2 separate regions of the Mus musculus genome follow, and region 1 is linked to region 2. A link is a contact called in public Hi-C data. All regions are on one chromosome and are shown on one strand. The core of a region is the stretch at or near the end of the contact, and the rest is flanking DNA. Distances in the headings are between cores, read along the strand shown. Region 1 has its middle 4.6 kb from the start of Gm31223. Region 2 overlaps Gab1 (growth factor receptor bound protein 2-associated protein 1).

What was found. Hi-C and Micro-C count contacts between places; a contact is called where the count stands out from the background.
Region 1: a Hi-C map of the HPC-7 cell line shows a contact between it and region 2, with 2.1 times the contacts expected there. The contact joins two enhancer-like sites. A contact is called at or near these places in 3 of 39 promoter capture datasets (the C10 cell line, cranial neural crest and liver), 2 of 484 Hi-C or Micro-C datasets (the HPC-7 cell line and nephron progenitors) and 2 of 115 datasets of contacts at active chromatin or transcription factors (bone marrow-derived macrophages and embryonic stem cells).

Annotation. Positions count from the first base shown.
Region 1 is chr8:80,942,084-80,946,671 of GRCm38.p6, forward strand. No RefSeq gene overlaps it. Among named protein-coding and RNA genes, the nearest start is that of Gm31223, 4.6 kb to the right of the region's middle. Within about 2 kb of position 1,873, at least 22 of the 459 cell types and tissues checked have an H3K27ac peak or open chromatin away from gene starts, as enhancers often do. A contact at or near this core is called in the HPC-7 cell line, where this site is marked.
Region 2 is chr8:80,791,024-80,795,764 of GRCm38.p6, forward strand. It overlaps Gab1 (growth factor receptor bound protein 2-associated protein 1), which reads right to left. Exons shown (of 10, transcript NM_021356.2): 3 at 366-591. Among named protein-coding and RNA genes, the nearest start is that of Gm51580, 21 kb to the right of the region's middle. Within about 2 kb of position 2,963, at least 33 of the 459 cell types and tissues checked have an H3K27ac peak or open chromatin away from gene starts, as enhancers often do. A contact at or near this core is called in the HPC-7 cell line, where this site is marked.

The DNA.
Region 1 (4,588 bases), core at 623-3,122, 150 kb after region 2:
GGGTCAGGAGAGTGAATCTTCAATCCTGACTGATGTTTACTGGGAAAGCTGTTTCCCATTGAGAGTCCCAGTTTCCTTTCTGAAAGGTGAAGGTATTATCTGCGTGGCAGGTAACTATGGAGACACCGCATGTGCGCTGACTTGCCTAGCGTGTAGGATCCACTTAGTGAGTTCCATCCTGTGGCTCAGGACTGTAAGATCTCTCCAGTGGTTCTTCGGAGGACATGACTGGTTTCCACTTGTATCTGCTCATCAGAACATTGGTGATGTTAGGGGTGGGGGGCTGTGCAGTGTTGGAGTTCTCTCTCTCTTTCTCTCTCTCTCTCTTTCTCTCTCTCTCTCTCTCTTTCTCTCACCCCCCACCCCCCCACCCCCGACCTGAGGTCACATTGATAACCTGGATTTTAGTTTCTTTTTCTTGTTCTGATAACGTAATGTTAGGGATCCAACCCAGAGGCCTGCTCATGTTGGAGCAACAGTGTCTCAACATCCCAAGCCCTTCTGCTACTTTATACTTCTTGGGAATCATTCGCCTTGATTGACTGACACTTAGGATCTGGAAACATCATTTACTTAAATACATTATGTCTCTGTTGCTCTACAAGATGTCAAGAAGTAAAAATTAGATTTTGTTTTTGTTTGTTTCTCTTCTTTTGAAACAGAGTCTCGTTATGTTACCTGTCTGGCTTGCCTTAAATTAGCAGGTATTTATCTGTCTCTGCCTGCAGAGGGCTGTGACTAAAGGTGTATGCCATGGCACTTGGCTTGTTTGAAATTTTAATTGTTAATTCTTGTTTGAATTTTAAATTATTTGATATTGTATATTTATTGTGCATGACTCCGAGTTACTTAAAAACATTTTTATACAACTTCTTATTAAATGTTGAGTATACCTTCTTACTCCCCAGCTCTCCCCTTCCTCTCCTCTCCTGTTAGTTTCTTTGTCTCTTTTCACTTCCTCTCCTCCTCTTCTCTGTGTATATACCTGCTTTTATGTGTTTATATAAAACCCAGAACAGCAATGAGAGAACGAGACATTTGTCTTTCTTTTTTTTCTTTTTTTTAATTAGTTATTTTCTTCATGTACATTTCCAATGCTATCCCAAAAGTCCCCCATACCCTACCCCCTCCAATCCCCTACCCACCCACTTCTACTTTTTGGCCCTGACGTTCCCCTGAACTGAGGCATATAAAGTTTGCAAGACCAATGGGCCTCTCTTTTCACTGATGGCTGACTAGGCCATCTTCTGATACATATGCAGAGACGAAAGGATGGACCATCTAGAGACTGCCATACCTGGGGATCCATCCGATAATTAGCCTCCAAACGCTGACACCATTATATACACTAGCAAGATTTTGCTGAAAGGACCCTGATATAGCTGTCTCATGTGAGGCTATGCTGGGGCCTAGCAAACACAGAAGTGGATGCTCACAGTCAGTTATTGGATGGATCACAGGGCCCCCAATGGAGGAGCTAGATACAGTACCCAAGGAGCTAAAGGGGTCTGCAACCCTATAGGTAGAAAACAATATGGACATTTGTCTTTCTGAGTCTGGTTTAATTGGCCTGCGTTTATGACAGTCTCCAGTTGCTCTATTTTTCTGTAAATGATGTAGCACTTTGCTCTTCACAGCTGAAGAAGATTTCATTTTGTACATCTCCCACTTTTTTCCTCTACCAATTCCCTTGGGACACAGGCTGGTACCATAATTTAGCTATTCTCCACTGTGCTGCAAAAAGCTTCATTGTACAATTATCCCTGTCCCCCGTCACTCTGATGTCATAAGAACCCAGCGGGCACATAGCTGTGACATTTGGGCAAGAACACAGTGGGCACGTAGCTGTGACATATGGTAGATCTATTTTTAGTTTTTTTGAGGAACCTCCATCCTGCATTGCATCCTTGCCAGACTAACCCACATCCCCACAGCAGTGTGTAAGAGCACTCTTGTGCACATCCTTACTATCATTTGTTGGTGTTTCTTTTCTTTAAAAAATGCCATTCTGACTCAGTCAAGTAAGACAGAATATCAACAGATGTTGGGACTGATTGTGTGAGAGGTGCTGGGCTATGTGGCAGGACATGGCATAGAGGAATTGGGTTATTTAAGTTATAGGAGCTAGCTAAGGTCTAAGCTTAATAATAATACTAAGTGGGCTGGAGAATGGCTCAGCGGTTAAGAGCACTGACTGCTCTTCCAGAGGTCCAGAGTTCAATTTCCAGCAATCACATGGTAGCAATCACAACCATCTGTAATGGGATCTGATGCCTTCTTCTGGTGTGTCTGAAGACAACTACAGTGTACTCATATAAATAAAATAAATAAATCTTTAATAATAATAATAATAATAATAATAATAATAATAATAATAATAATAAGAAGAAGAAGAAGAAGAAGAAGAAGAAGAAGAAGTCTCTGCGTCATTTTGAAGCTTCTGGGTCCAGACAGTCCGTGGTTTGCTCACTTTCAAAGTTCATTGATTGATTGGGTTATTTTGTTTCTTGTTTAGTTTCCCTCTCCTCCGCAGACAGGGTTTCCCTATGTATCCCTGGCTGTCCTGGAACTCACTCTGTAGACCAGGTTGGACTTGAACTTAGAAATCTTCCTCCCTCTGCCTCCCCAGAGCTGGGATTAAAGGCATGTGCCACCACTGCCCAACTTCTTGTTTAGTTTTTTAAGTTCTTTGTATATTCTAGATATTAACCTCTGTTGAGTCTACTCGGGTAGAAGGCTGTTCTGTAGGCTGGTCCTTCATTCATCTATGTGCCTCCTTTGCCAGGGTCCCATTTGTCAGCTGGACTTTCTCCCTAGACAGCAGACTCCTGTAGAGAGACAAAGGTCTATGTCTTGAAGCATTTCTTCTACTTTCCCACAAGTACTTTGGGATCTTATGTGAGTGACTTTGAATCATTTGGTGCTGATTCTTGTGTAGGGTGAGATATGGGGCTCTTAGATTTCCTCTTCTCCATGAAGCCATCCAGGTCTCTCTCTCTCTCTCTCTCTCTCTCTCTCTCTCTCTCTCTCTCTCTCTCTCTCTCTCTTTCTCTCTCTCTCTCTCAATACAGGGTCTTGGCTGACTTCAAACTCACAGAGATCTGACAGCCTCTGCCTTTCCTAGTATTAGGATTAAAGATGCACGCCCCTGTGCCCAGCGATTTCTGGAATTTGTGTAAAAATTATGTGTCTGTCTGTGCCTGCACAGGTTTGTGTGTGGGGCCTCTATTCTATCCCATACATCTGCAGGTGTGTTTCCGAGCTGGTACCATACTGTGCTGGTTTCTGAGGATCTATAGTATAATCTGAAATCAGGTGGGGTTATTTATGGCCATTTGTGTTCCCTTATGAATTTTAAGGTTCTTTTCTATTTGTTTGAAGAATGCCGTTAGCATTTTAGTCTCTATGGCGTTAGAGCTATCAACGCCTATGGCAGAATGGACATTTTTGTAGTATCGACTCTTCCAGGCCACAAGCATGGACATTTGCTGTCATTCAGTGCTGTTTCCAGCTTCTTTGGTGTTTTAACATTTTGATTATGGAGGTCTGTTGCTTCCTTGGTTAAGCTTATTTCAAGGTGCTTCATTTTCTTGTTTTATGTTTTGAGGCAGTTGTTGATAGGATTGTTTCCATGATCTCTTTCTCATCATACACTGTTTTTGTTTGTTTGTTTTTGAATGTTAACTTTGTATCCTTCTACTTTCCCGAAAGTTTCTGGTAGGGTTCTGGGAGTTTCTTATGAACAGAAGCATATCATGTGTAAATAGCGTATCTATTTCTGTTTATATCAGTTTTATTTCTTTCTCTGGACTTACTGATCTTGCTAAGGTTTCAAGCATTTTGTTGAACGAAAGAGATGAGAGTAGACACCCTTCTTTTGTTCCCAATTTTAGTGACAATGTTTTGAGTTTTTCCACATTTAGTATGATGTTGCCTGTGGGTTTCTAATATACAACCTTCATTGTGTGGATATGGGTTCCTTTGATTCCTAATCTCTTCAGTTACTTTATCATGGAGACATGTTTTATTTTTGTCAAAAGCCTTTCTTCATCTATTGAGATGACCATGTGATTTCTATTTTTAACTCATGTATGTGAAAAGATACAGTTATTGATTTTTGTATGTTGAATCATACCTGCATCTCTGGTAAAAAGACAACTTGATCCCGGTGATCTTTTGGTGTGTTCTTGAATTCTATTTGTGAGTATTTTTTTGAGATTTAAAAAAAAATATTTTTATTTCTTGTACGAGGGTGTTTTGCCTGCATACATGTTTTTGCAGTGCCTGTAGAGTCCAGAATCGGGCATCAGATGCCCTTGAGAACTGGAGGGAGTCACAGGTGGTTGTGAGCCGCCCATCTGGGTTCTGGAAATGTGAACCTGGTGCTCTAGAACCACCTCTCTGGCCCTTTTCCCGGGAGTGTTTGGATTTGTGTTTAATAGTTTGGTAGTATTCAGTAGTATCCAGCACCTTGCCTTTCTTCTTCACTTTTTGGAATGGTTTGAGAAGGAGTAATAGTACGTCTCTTTTACAGTCTGGTGGAATTCAGGAATGATTCCTGTGACTCTGTCAGGGCCAAGGCTGGTTT
Region 2 (4,741 bases), core at 1,713-4,212:
GTCAAGCAAGTAACGCTGTGAGTCCCTAACAAAGACTTCGAGACTCTTTCCAAGTCAGCCCTGTAGGCACAACTATGATCAGCCATGATGGGAGAAAGTGCCAACAACAAAATACCTCCCACATAACAGAAATCATTAACAGAGGATTATAAACCTGCAACACAAATCTGAATCACACACACACACACACACACACTCACTCACACACACACACATACACAAACACACACACACATACATACACACACACACTCACTCACACACACACACACAAACACACACACACACACACACACACACACACACACACACACACACACACACAAGTGTGAGTGTGCGCACATGCGCTAGCATGTACCATGTACCTGTTAGGTTCAGGCTTCTTGCTTTGACAGTTGATCAGCAAGAGGTAGTCTTGTGGATCGTCCTGGAGGCCGAGGGTGTCTGGGTGTGGCGGAAGGCTGATGACCTGGTAAGGAGGAGGTAGCGCGACTGAAGAAGCTTCCATCTGACTGGAGGCTGGTGCTGTACTTATAGCGAAAGGTGAATCGACGGGTGCTTGTGAGGAGCCAGTCAGCGGCTTCACAGGATCTGTAATCAAGTTAAGTTTTAGTCTATCACAGTTGAAGATTCTGTTGTTCTTAGACTAAGCTACTTTGAAAGTCTGGAGATAGATTGTTTTAATGCACATAACCAGAATCAATGATGGCAGTGTTAGCTGAAACAAACACTACCTGAGGCCATGGGCAGTGGTATTCACCTGCTCTGCCAGCTATTCTGAAGACTGAAATGCTCGCCTTACCAGTTCAAGGCCAATCTGGGCAAAAAGAACGAGATGATAGCTTTGAACTAAGAAAGAAATACTACCTAAATCGCAATGGTTATATGTTAATTAACTCTTGCCAAAGACATCTGAAGAAGGTCAGCCTTTCCTTTAGTCCAGAGGCCTGAGAGAAATCAAGATGGGGCCTGAGGAGATAAGCGCCTGTCACATAAGCAGGAAGACTCGAGCTAAGATCCCCAAACTTACATGAAACCCAAGCAGACCCCGAAAGCTCACTGGCCACCTACTCTAACCCTCTTAACAAGCTCCAAATACAATGACTTTGACTCACATGGACAGAGATAGAGAATCACACCTGACCCCAACCTCCAGCCTCCACAAGCATACACACTCATGTGCAAACACCCAGACCCAGATCTACACCCAGTGAGGCCACACTAATGCAACCCTGAAAAATACTGAGTTTTGAAACTACTTAAATTAAAATAAGACTGTCCTACGATCTTAGTAGGCACCATTTTTAATGTTAACGTAATTTAATGTGCATAGGTACTTCGCCTGCACATAAGTCTGCTCACTATATGTGTACTTGGTGCTCTTGGAGGCCAGAAGGGGGCATTAGAGTCCCCTGGAATTGGAGTTACTATGGTCATGCGTTATTATGTAGGGGCTGGGAGTGGAGCCTGGGTCTTCTGCAAGAACAGCTAGTACTCTGAACCACTATGCCATCTCTCCAGTCCTAAGAGACAGTTGTTTTGTTGTTTTGGATTCCCCCCTCCCCCATTTCCCTAGGTTACGCCAACCTAGCAAGGAGACACACTTACACCGACAGACTTGATGGCCACAATGCTGCTAAGAGTGCCTGGATCTGCTCTTCAGGTTTGCCTACCGGGTTATTGGGAAAACCTCTCTAACTCTGAGCCAAGGGGAATCCGGTGCTCATCTGTAGCGTCAGACCCTTCCCCGAGCTTGTAACTACACCTGTCCAAAAATCCCACAAATCCCTTGAGCATGTTCCAAAGATGAAGGAAAACAAATAAACTGTGCAGCTTACAGCTAGAAAATAAGTTGTACAGCTAGAAATAAAGTCCCTCTGTAGTTTCTGACATGACAAAGAATAATTTTAACGGCCCTGATAGACTATGATCTGTTATTCTGGTTAGAAATATAAGGTCATAAGAGTGAACAGAGAAGGCTGGTGAACAGCAGATTTTAAACAATAAAATACGTAAAACATGCTAAAAGGTATGATGGGGTGGATGGTCCATCAACTCTGACTGAACACCAGCCATTTGGCCTTCTAACTGACCCTCCTCTGGATTCCTAGAGCAATCTGCACACTTTTGATGGTTTTGTGTGTTTACCTCATTCATATGTTCACAACGGCCAACTTTACAATGCTTCCCCTCAGATAGGAGTATCCAGGGCACATCTTAATTGTGATGTCTGAGGAGAACAGTATCGTGCTGCCCACAGGCCTCAGGGATGATCAGGAAGCTGTGTTCATAACTGTCTCTCTTACGTGTAGCTGAGGTTGGGGGACGGGCAGGGAGACATTTCAACTACTGGGCAGCACATCCAGGCTCACTTTGTCAGACTGGAAGAGGGTTTTAAAGAGCAGGAGGCACCTGAAAATCCTCGACGCCCATTTGCCTACATGTGTAGCCTTGGACTGGTTGCTTGAGATCTCTTGGAGTCCTGCTCTATGCTAATGAGGTCTGTGAATCTCCTTGGTTTAGACCAAGAGGAGTTCTAACTTTTAATTTATGAATTTTCATGAAATGGCTATTAAAAAATCGATTTCTCTAATATGATTTAACACCCTTTGCCAGGAGGAAGACAGAAGCAGAAAATACAGTTGGGACCACTCCTACTACATCCTGTCCGAATTTCAGTGGGTCCTCTTAAGTTCCTGTTGCTGTGTCTAGGAGAGGTTGATTATAAAGTGAGGTAAGCTGCCCCCACAACGCGTTCAACTCGAGATCCAGTTGCTAATACAGGGATTTAGCATCAGAGGATTTCAAATGCTGCAGATTAAATAATGATTCAGACTATATCCTTCTGGCCTTAAGAGAACCATGAAAAAATATTTACTATTCAAAGATGAGCTCAAGAGCCCCAGCCAGCACTAGCAGGGAAATGGGGAAGCAGCTACCACATCTCCAAGCTCTCTCCCCAGTGCGTGGCCCCTGCTTTCTGTTAGCTCTTCAGCTACATGCATGGTACCACCAACCAAGCTCAGCGCTCAGTTGGAAAGAAAACCAAACGCTGCAGACGCACAGTTCCCTCAGTGAAGGTCCGTGAACTGCAGCCCACCCAGGACCTCCTTCTGACTCGCCTAGTGATGACGGTTTGCACAGATACACTTTCCTTCAGTGGCGGGTTTTGTTTTGTAGGGTTTGTTTTTTTTTTTTTTTTTAATTTGTTTCTTTTGTTACATCTGACAGCCATAAAATAATAAATTGAGGAACTCTCGTGGGAAAAAGAAAATTGTCCTGGCAGAGACTCGCACTCCCCGGTCTTGTTCTACTGTCACAGATAGAGCAGCTTCACCTCTGACCTTTCAGATTTCCTACCCAGGAGTGAGAAAGACAGTGGAATCTCCTGAAAACAGGCCTGGGACTCAGAAGGGCCTGTTTCAAAAAAAAAAAAAAAATGCTGTGCTTAACAGCATGTCAGGACTCACCTATGTCTTCAAGAGGCAAGAGCTGAAATTAAAATTCCACCACAACCCCAAGCAAGTTCATAAAGGTGGAGACATAAGCGGTAGGTACCCCCAAACACCCAAGTGACAGTGGCAGGCAGTAGCTTTAAGAGTACAGAGATCATGCTAGCGTGTTAACCTGGAAAATGCACCATCTTCAGCATTCTGTCTTGAGCCGACCATCTACCTGGTACTGAGTATGTGGATATAAAAATTGGATGGTGCAGAGCTAGTGAGATGGCTCCGCAGGTAAGGGTACATGCCACAGCCCCAGTGACCTGAGTTCATTCCCTGGAACCACAGGGTGGAGAGAAGTATATATCGTTCTGACATGCCCCGTGGCACACATGAACACAAGCACGGACGCTCACACACGTGGATAATGTAAATTTAAAAATTTGTTGAATTGTGTCTAAATAATCTCAAATTTAAGATTCCTGCGAGAGTCAATACTGGCCCAAAGTAGACTCCTGCTTGGCCTTACAGGCATGGGACTTCAGCCAATTCTGGGCGACAAGCCCAGTGGTATAGATCATTCTGGTCTCAGTCCTGTTTTGATTTCTGACTTACTGCTCTCTCTAAGTTTCTTCTAAGAAACAAACACTGGCTCAAGGTTTGCTTACACATGTAAAATCATTTCCCAATTCTTAACTCAGAATGCACCGAGAGTATAATTAGCATCCATTAAAGGCCTAATAAGCCACTGGAGCAAACTCCTAATTGAAACTTACTTAGAAAGCTAATAAGCTAATGCGAGGCCTTCCAGCAGGCAAGCCTTCAGTGCAGGGGGAGGTGATGAGCACATCCACAAGTGAACTGGCTCACAGGAGCCCTCGCCCTACTATTGGCTTCTCCTACTTAGGTATGTCACGCTTCGTGTGATATACAAAGGTATGTATAAGGGCTCCACAAGAATAGGGGGCAAGAGAAGAGAGGTGTCTTGTGTGGTGGTGAACACGTTCAAAATACATTACGTACGTGAATGGAAACGTCATGTCAAACCTATAACTTATGATAAGAAACCTTTAATGAGCCAGTGAGATGGCTCAGCGGGTAAAGATATTTGTTGCCAGCTTGGCTATCTTAGATCAGTCCCCAGGAGCTACCTGGTGGAAGGAGAGAAATAACTTCTGCAGGGTATCCTGGGACCCCCACACAAGTGGGCACTCTCTTGCGCGCGCATTCTCTGTCTCTCTCTCCCTTTCTCCCTCTCTCTCTCTCTGTCTCTCTGTCTCTGTCTGTCTCTCTCCATA